2 separate regions of the Gossypium hirsutum genome follow, and region 1 is linked to region 2. The links are chromatin contacts, called in public Hi-C maps. All regions are on one chromosome and are shown on one strand. The core of a region is the stretch at or near the end of the contact, and the rest is flanking DNA. Distances in the headings are between cores, read along the strand shown.

Region 1 (4,414 bases), core at 149-2,648, 160 kb before region 2:
ACCACCGAAATCTCCTTGGTCATAACCTCTGACTGCAGCTCTATGCTTATGCTAGCACCCTCTTTCACCCCAGTATTTGAGTATTGTTTCATGGCTTTTTTTGCAGAAAAACCAAATTGCATACATTCTTTACCTAATATATTGGAATCAGCACGTAGCACAACTGAATAAGGTAGATCGCCTTTAGATTGTTTTCTTTTTGAATTTTTTAACTCTAAGTAGTCCTTTACAACATGACCCATACAACCACATCCAAAGCAGAAAATCGGTAAAATTTCATATTTAAAGGGTAACGAAACTCTCTCCTAATTTCCCGTCGAGATAAAAATTCCCATGCACAATGGTTTCTGAATATCCAATTGGACTTTCAATTGTCAAGCATCCCCTTTTATCTCCGATCAAAGGACCCCTCCAAAGGTAGAACCTATCGCATGCATTAGATCTTTCTTTTCGTATTCAGGCTGACATGAACCTATCTTAAGCTAGAACAGAGAGAGAACCAATTTAATTTTTCTCCTTTCTATGGCTTCCTTCAGTTTTTCAAAGATAATCAACTATTTTCGAAATAACCAAGGCCTCCCTTCCAAAATCATCTCCAAATCGTCCTCATCTACAAACGAGATTTGAAATAAAATTTTCCCTGCCACTTGGATCTCAATTTTTTTTCCATATACTTTTCATTTGTGCCCTAAAACTATCCGGATTATACGGTCTTCACGTCCACACCGAACATAGCATCATCGATTTTCCAGTTGGAACAACCAGCGAACTTTTAACATTTAGTTGAACAAGTTTGTTTGCTAGGAGTGAGATTTCATCCCTCACCATTGTTGACAAAATCACCACCCTACTCCTACCCAACTGCAACAAGCACTGTTTCTCTGGGACAGTGAAAGAGAAAACTGATAATTTTTAGGCTGCGTACCTTTTTTATTTTACAAATAATCTTAAAAAGTTGTGATATGTCTTTTTTTGTTAAACATTTATTTTTTAATATTTTACATGACACTTATCAACCCCTAATCCTTCTTATGAATATAAAAATTCTATTATCATTTTATCAAATATTCGTCAAATGAAAATATTACAATATTTAAATTCCAGTAAGGATAAAATATGTCATAAATCTATATATTATTCACAAATTTAGATCTAACATTTAATATTGTTAAATTTAAATTTATTTTTATTTACATAATTGTGAAATAAATATTTTTTAATTTTAGAATGACTTAAAATTTTAAAAATAAAGTAATTAAATTCTTAAAAAATTAAATTTTAAATTAGTGAAGAGTGAAAAGATTTATGGCAAATATTAACCTGTGAATAATGACCGATGAAAAGTATATTCGAGATTTTAAACTTGGGAGATGCTTTGGTGTAGGTTAGGTAAGTGAAAAAGATGATCACGTGGTGATGCACTCTCCCACGGGTTCGCTACGCACTCAGTCTTCACGCCATCTGTTTTATGTATATATATTATTGTTATTATTTAAGTCAAAACCTGAAAGCTGCAACGCTTCACCATTCACGCCGTCCCCCCCCCCCCCTTTTTTTCATTTTGCCTGATTTTTCGAGTTTTAGATTTCTTATATAATCAACTACCTAATCCTCTCGCTCTCTCAACCACAAGCTAACTAGCAAACACACACACATACTAACATCTATGGGGAGTTCAGGGCAGCAAGTCTCCTGGAAATTGGCGGATCACCCAACACTTCCAAAGGGGAAGACCCTTGCTCTCATCGTTCTCGATGGCTGGGGCGAGGACAAACCCGATGAGTACAATTGCATTCATGTTGCTCAAACTCCCACCATGGATTCTCTCAAACAGGTTCCTTTGCTTTATATCTCTGTTTTTAAGAAGTTTAACTTAGATCAGGAGTTTTTTTACTAAAGCCTTTGATGTGGGTAATCGATTCCATGCTGTTATTTGTTATGGATCTCGTTTGTTCTAAGCAAATGAAGTTTCTTCTTTTTTTTTTGTGCCTTTACTAATTAGATGTTAATCATCATGCTTGATTTTTGCTTCTATCATTTGTTCATTTATAAAAAGTTAGTTTTGCAACAGATCTGGTGTTAGTTTCTTTTTCTTCAAACTGCTAGGTTTAGATTCGCCTCTCTATGAGAAACAAAGACTTGACTGCTTCATTTGGATAACTAATAGTACATGGATACTTCAGTAATAATGATGAGTGAGTTACGGTAATATAGTATATATTAGCTTCATTCCATCCATATTAGGGATTATAATTGTGTTCCATTGAGATATTTTGGTACATTCTTTTGCTTCATAGTAGGATTCCATTTCCATATATCAATATGTAAAGAGACTTAATTTAATTGGAATTAATCTTGTTGATAGGGTGCCCCTGAAAAGTGGAGATTAATCAGAGCTCATGGTAAGGCTGTAGGGCTCCCCACAGAGGATGACATGGGAAACAGTGAAGTTGGTCACAATGCTCTCGGTGCAGGTCGCATTTTCGCTCAAGGGTAAGCTTCACTTCCTCCTTTAGAGCGACATTCTGTCTTGTGAACTAAATGTATTGCTATGCTTCTTCTTTTTTTCCTTACATTTCTTATCCATGTTATTCAAACTTCGTGTAAGTGTAAAAATTGTTGATATATTCAAAATTTCCAAGTTTTTCCATCTGTTTGGGGAGTCCATAAAGGGTAACATTCGGCATACCTATGCCTGAGTATGTGTCAAACATGGTAACTATCAAAATAAAGAGATGAAGCAAAATAGTTTTGTACTTCTTAGCTTTTGCAAGTGTCTTCTTTTTCCGGTATTCCATTTTCTTTCTTTTGAAGATGGACTTCTGGCAGGTTAACTGTGGTCCCAGTGTTCTAACCTGTTGATTCATTTATAACTCTAGGGCTAAGCTTGTTGATATTGCTCTTGCCTCTGGAAAAATCTATGAAGGAGAAGGATTCAAGTACATAAGCGAATGCTTTGAAAAGGGAACTTTGCACCTGATTGGATTACTTAGTGATGGTGGCGTCCATTCACGACTTGATCAATTGCAGGTAATTGTCGTCACTCGGGACAACCTCCCAGCTAATTCATTTCCATTCTGTTATTTATTTTTCTCTTTCTGCAGTTGTTGCTGAAGGGAGCTAGTGAGCGTGGTGCTAAAAGAATTCGTGTTCATATTCTCACCGATGGTCGTGATGTATTGGATGGTTCAAGTGTAGGCTTTGTGGAGACTCTTGAGAGTGACCTTGCAAAATTACGTGAGAATGGTGTTGATGCCCAGATTGCATCTGGTGGAGGCCGCATGTATGTCACAATGGACCGTTATGAGGTGAGAAATAATTGTCAAAAGCCCCCAAATCATGTTGGATAGTTAAGATGATTATAGTATTTTGCATTTATACGAAATATACGGATTATTGTTTATGTCATGCTTCTTTTTAACTTTTATTTGACAAGGCAACAAATACCAAATGAATCATTCTAAGGAAGAGATTCTACCTTAATTGCATGGATTGAGAATTTAAATTTTGTGCTCTGATCTTTTGCAGAATGATTGGGACGTTGTGAAACGAGGATGGGATGCTCAGGTTCGTGGTGAAGCCCCTCACAAGTTTACAAATGCTGTTGAAGCTGTAAAGAAATTAAGGGAAAACGCCAATGACCAGTACTTACCTCCCTTTGTTATTGTTGATGAGAATGAGAAAGCTGTGGGTCCAATAGAAGATGGTGATGCTGTTGTTACTTTTAACTTCCGAGCAGATCGAATGGTTATGCTCGCAAAGGCACTCGAGTATCAAGATTTCGACAAATTTGATCGCGTAAAGGTTCCTAAAATTCGTTATGCTGGAATGCTCCAATATGATGGTGAGTTGAAGCTTCCAGGCCGCTACCTTGTTTCTCCCCCCGAGATTGACAGAACATCCGGCGAATATTTGGTGCACAATGGTGTACGTACTTTTGCGTGCAGGTGTGTTTATTAATTGATGTTCTTTGATTTTACTAATCAAACATGCAATTATACCTTAATTCAGGCCCCCTAGCGATGATCCCCAGGTGAAAGGAGGGCTCATGAGACTTGTCTCCCACAGTATTCATACTATAATGGGAAAAGAGTTATATGCCTATTTTTATCTTGGAATCCTCGTTTTATTGAAATGTGGTTTTTTAAATTGTCTGATAATTTTTTTTTTTTGCTTTTCTGTATGTTAATTGTCCCCTTCCTGTATCAACAGTGAGACAGTTAAATTTGGCCATGTCACATTCTTCTGGAATGGAAATCGCTCCGGCTATTTCAACCCTGAAATGGAAGAATATGTGGAAATCCCAAGTGACGTTGGCATTACATTCAATGTTCAACCGAAAATGAAGGCACTGGAGATTGGTGAAAAGGCTAGGGATGCAATTCTGAGCCGCAAATTCGACCAGGTGATCGTC
Region 2 (4,205 bases), core at 537-3,036:
TAAGGGAAATTCACCCAGCCTAGTAAGAAATGCACATGGATCGAATTTTTACATGAAAATAACATTATTGGGCTTAAATAAAAGTTTTCAAATAGGCTAAAAACGGATTAAGCCAAAATAAAGTATAACTAAACATAATAACATTTAAATGGGCTCAAATTGGACCAAAACTCCATGGAGGCTGATATGGATTGTTGGAGTTTGTTTTCTTCATGTCTTCAACTCCATTTAGCTCATAGACTATCGTCCAAGCAAGTCCCACTTCAAGAAATATGTTCTTGAGCCAATATTTTCAAGAACTGGAATCTTGATTTTTTCTTTTAAACTTGAAATCTTCAAATCTGTCCATTTTAAACCAAGATTTGTTTTCTTGAAACCAAGATTTAAAATCTTGACAATTTTTTTCAACTCCAAAGATGCCTAGATCCCATTTAAAGTTGAGTCTCAAGATACAAGATCTTTTGGGCTTCTTAAATGGGCTTTGTAAAAGGCTAAGCCCAACATGTGCTTAGGCTAAAAATTGGTCCCCTATACTCGTATCAGGAAGATTAAAATTGAAAGTGATAATGTAATGTTGATATAGGTTCTCTATAGTAATTATGCTTCAAAGAATGGTTTTATATATATTCAACTAATCAAAGAACTTAGTATGAGGCAGCGGTTGATTGAATTCAATCATATTAATAGAGAGCAAAATATCTGTGCTAATATTCTAAGAAAGATGGGGTGATCGATGGTGGGAGGGTTGTGTGCACTAGATCATCCACTGTATATGCTATTCAATTGATTGTTGCAACATAGGAACAATCTTGTCGTTCTTTTGTCTGACATAGCTTTATAGTGTTTCGGTTCTCTTGAATCCCTTTTTTTTTTCCATACAAAAAAATAAAATTATACCCACTCTTTCATTTTGGTACTAAAATTCTTTTTGGTCAAAATTTATCTCTAAACTACCCTTTTCTTGGGTTGGTATCTAAACTACCTAAGTCAATCAATCGTGACTGAAGAATGGTTGACTTTAGATTTGAAAATTTTGAATTATTTATATTCCATATAATTATATATTATATTATAAAATATAAGTTTTGAATTTCTATATATTTTTCAAATAATCTTTGAATTTATTTTTTAGAATTGTTAATTTATATATTTGAATTTATATATATATTTTTCAATTTCATATAATTAATAGATTATAAAAATGATTTTTTTATATTTTATGAATTTTAACACATTTTAAAAAAAATTATTTTTAGTAATTTTTCCTCTCTATATATTTGGAATTATTTGACAAATAAATGGCAATGCTTATGTAGTTTTTGTGCCACATTGCAACTTTTAATAGTTGAATGTAATGTTTTGAAGTGATTTGGATAACAAAAGTATAATTTATGTATCACTTTTAATAAAAAAAATAGATATCAAGATAAAAATAAGTATACATTAGGTACTAATTTGTCGTAGGTACTACAAGACAAGAGGTATCCTCACTTATATAAGATTGTGCACAATAGACTAATAATCGACTCCTTTTCTTTCGAAAATCGTAAACAGCAACCGTATCACATTATCCTCCTCCTCGGTTTTCTCATACTTCTCATTATATCATGACAGGTAAATGGACATTTCTTTCCACTATCTTCTTTTCCTTGTTCAACATATATTATCATCAATTATATTTGAGGTAAATAAAAGCACCAAAGTTCACCTAGTGTTTTCAAGAAATGAATAATAAAAAATTGCTGAAAAATATTTCTTTTTAAATAATAGGGATCAAACCAAACCGGTTTATATTTTTTCCTTTGGCAACAAGCGGACCGAAATTAAAGAGAAAACCAGAAAGTAAAGAAAAATCTGAAAACCCAAGAACGCCTATTGGGAATGTAACTGATATGATATCATCATCTCATTTCTCACAGCAAAACCAGCCTTTCAAATTTTCTTCATACAAACACTAAAAATGGCTGCCAATTCTCAAATATTTACAGGATTGACCCTCCCTTTCAAACCCATTGCTTCTTCTTCTTCTTCGTCTTCAAGCTCCAGTAACAGTACTTGCATTCGTTGTTTAGTTAAGAAACCATTAACTTCTTCTTTCTTTAATGGCGGAGGTACTCTTTCTTTGGCCTTTTTTCTTACTTCCAATCTTCATAAGTTCTTCTACAAATTTTTGCTTGCTTTTGAGTTGGTTGTGCCTTTTGGGAGCTAAATTTTATTTATTGTTATGGAATATATCAAATGTGTGATTTTTCTTTGAAAAACTTTGCTTTTCATTCTAAATTTGTCAGCCATTATGTCTTTGATTGCTTGATTAGTGAGAAAGAGTGTTGCCATCGAAGGTTAGTCCATAGGTTGATTGACTGAGCAGCTTAACTCAAGGGGAACTCATAATTTTCTTCAACCTCAGCTTTTTCTATGGATGATGACATTCCATTTTTTATTTGGGTCATTTGCTAATGCTTTTGTTCAATCTTTTAGGCTTTGCTTGGTATGAAGGACTGAAAGGTGTGATGATGGGAAATTTATTAATCAAATTAGAACCAAAGTAGTCTAACCATTATATTAACATAGTTTTCAATCCGCACTCCTTTACATCCTTCGTACCAAACAGAGCTTAAGCTTAGTTAAGTGGTGAATCAAATGGGTTCTTAAATACTTTTATATCTCGAGCTCAAATAAAAATCTCGCTTACCTATTAAAAAAAATAGGACCAATTCTCAGGCTCGACTTCAAACTCGATTGTTAAGGCATGAATGGTTTTTCCTTGCTTATGAGTTGGTTGTATTTGTTTGGAACTTGGGATATCAAATTTATGATTTGTTCTTCAAAATTCTTTGCTTTTCATCGTAAATTTACAGCCATTGTTGTCCTTGGTAGCTTGAGTAGTGAGAAGGAGTGTTGCCATGGAATGTTAGTTCATAAGCAGATTGCCTAAGCTGTTTACTTAAATGGAACACATAATTTTATTAAAGCGCTGGTTTTATGGATGATGAAATTTATTTGTTTATTTGGGTCATTTGCTAATGGTTTTACATAAACCTCTAAAGCTTATTTAAGTGGTGTAGCAAACGGATTCTTGAACACATTATATTCTTGAAGCATAAATGGTGTATTTCGTATGTGGATTACAATATTTAGATGATTTACATGTCAAAAAGTTAAAGCAATTCATTTATAAATTGGTGCAATTCCCCTAAAATTATGTAAGCTTCTGCATAAGTTTTTTTTTTTTTTTTTGCTTTTCATGTGATGTGAGTGACCATCTTTTCAATTTCAATTTTCTGTATAACTTTGTCACCCCTTTTTTCTATCCTTTTACTGTTTATTTGCATTTTGGTTGATGATTAGGGAGTAATATGAACGATTGGAACTCCAGTGATTAAGTTTTCATTTTAGTACATAACAGTATGAATTTCAGCGGACTGTCTAACATTATCTAAAAGGGCTAAACACTAGTACCTAAAGTAGGTTCAACTTATCCTTTAAGTTGCTCTTTCTGCTCCCTTAAACAGTGGCTGCACTAAAAATTACAAGCATAAGGACCCTTCCAGGAGGATCTCATTCTTGTAGAGGAGGTGCAGGTGCCATTGGCACTCGCATGAACCTTTTTGATCGGTTTGCTAGAGTTGTTAAGGTCAGAGTTTACGAATTGTTTATATGCATTCATGTAAAGATACTATGATTTATGATTCCAAATTTTGATGTGTTATCTCAATAACTTGACTCAATTCACTGATAATGGCAGTCATATGCAAATGCTCTCCTAAGCTCTGTTGAAGACCCAGAAAAAATCTTAGAGCAAGCTGTGATTGAAATGAATGATGACTTGGTGAAGATGAGACAGGCCACAGCACAAGTAAGCCTCATTACCTTTATTTTATTTTTTAGTTTCTCGAGTTTCTTTCGCCTTCGGTTACATTGTTTTCTTTCCCTTTTTATGCTTGATTGCATTGCATATGTACTCAAGAATAGATTCCAAGATGGTCCTAGAAGTTTATTTTTGTTTTACAACTTTTTATTGTGCCGTTTCAGTGTAATTTTCTTCCCAATTTTTTATATGCAGATGTGATCCTTTTTCTTTTTTGAAGGTATTAGCATCTCAAAAGCGGTTGGAAAATAAGTATAAAGCTGCACAGCAGGCTTCTGAAGATTGGTAATTGATTGAGGATATTTTTTCTTTAGTTTTCAGAGGATATGAGTGTTTA

The links. Hi-C and Micro-C count contacts between places; a contact is called where the count stands out from the background.
Region 1: a contact with region 2 is called in a Hi-C map of leaf, with 2.3 times the contacts expected there. The contact joins the promoter of LOC107951353 here to the promoter of LOC107951361 in region 2. A contact is called at or near these places in 5 of 34 Hi-C or Micro-C datasets (leaf and petal).

The regions. Positions count from the first base shown.
Region 1 is chrA02:26,972,640-26,977,053 of Gossypium_hirsutum_v2.1, reverse strand. LOC107951353 (2,3-bisphosphoglycerate-independent phosphoglycerate mutase) reads left to right here and starts at 1,398. Exons shown (of 9, transcript XM_016886368.2): 1 at 1,398-1,834; 2 at 2,366-2,493; 3 at 2,880-3,030; 4 at 3,105-3,308; 5 at 3,529-3,947; 6 at 4,213-4,405. The coding sequence starts at 1,667.
Region 2 is chrA02:26,809,171-26,813,375 of Gossypium_hirsutum_v2.1, reverse strand. LOC107951361 (membrane-associated 30 kDa protein, chloroplastic) reads left to right here and starts at 1,786. Exons shown (of 11, transcript XM_016886380.2): 1 at 1,786-2,111; 2 at 3,513-3,634; 3 at 3,746-3,856; 4 at 4,089-4,153. The coding sequence starts at 1,961.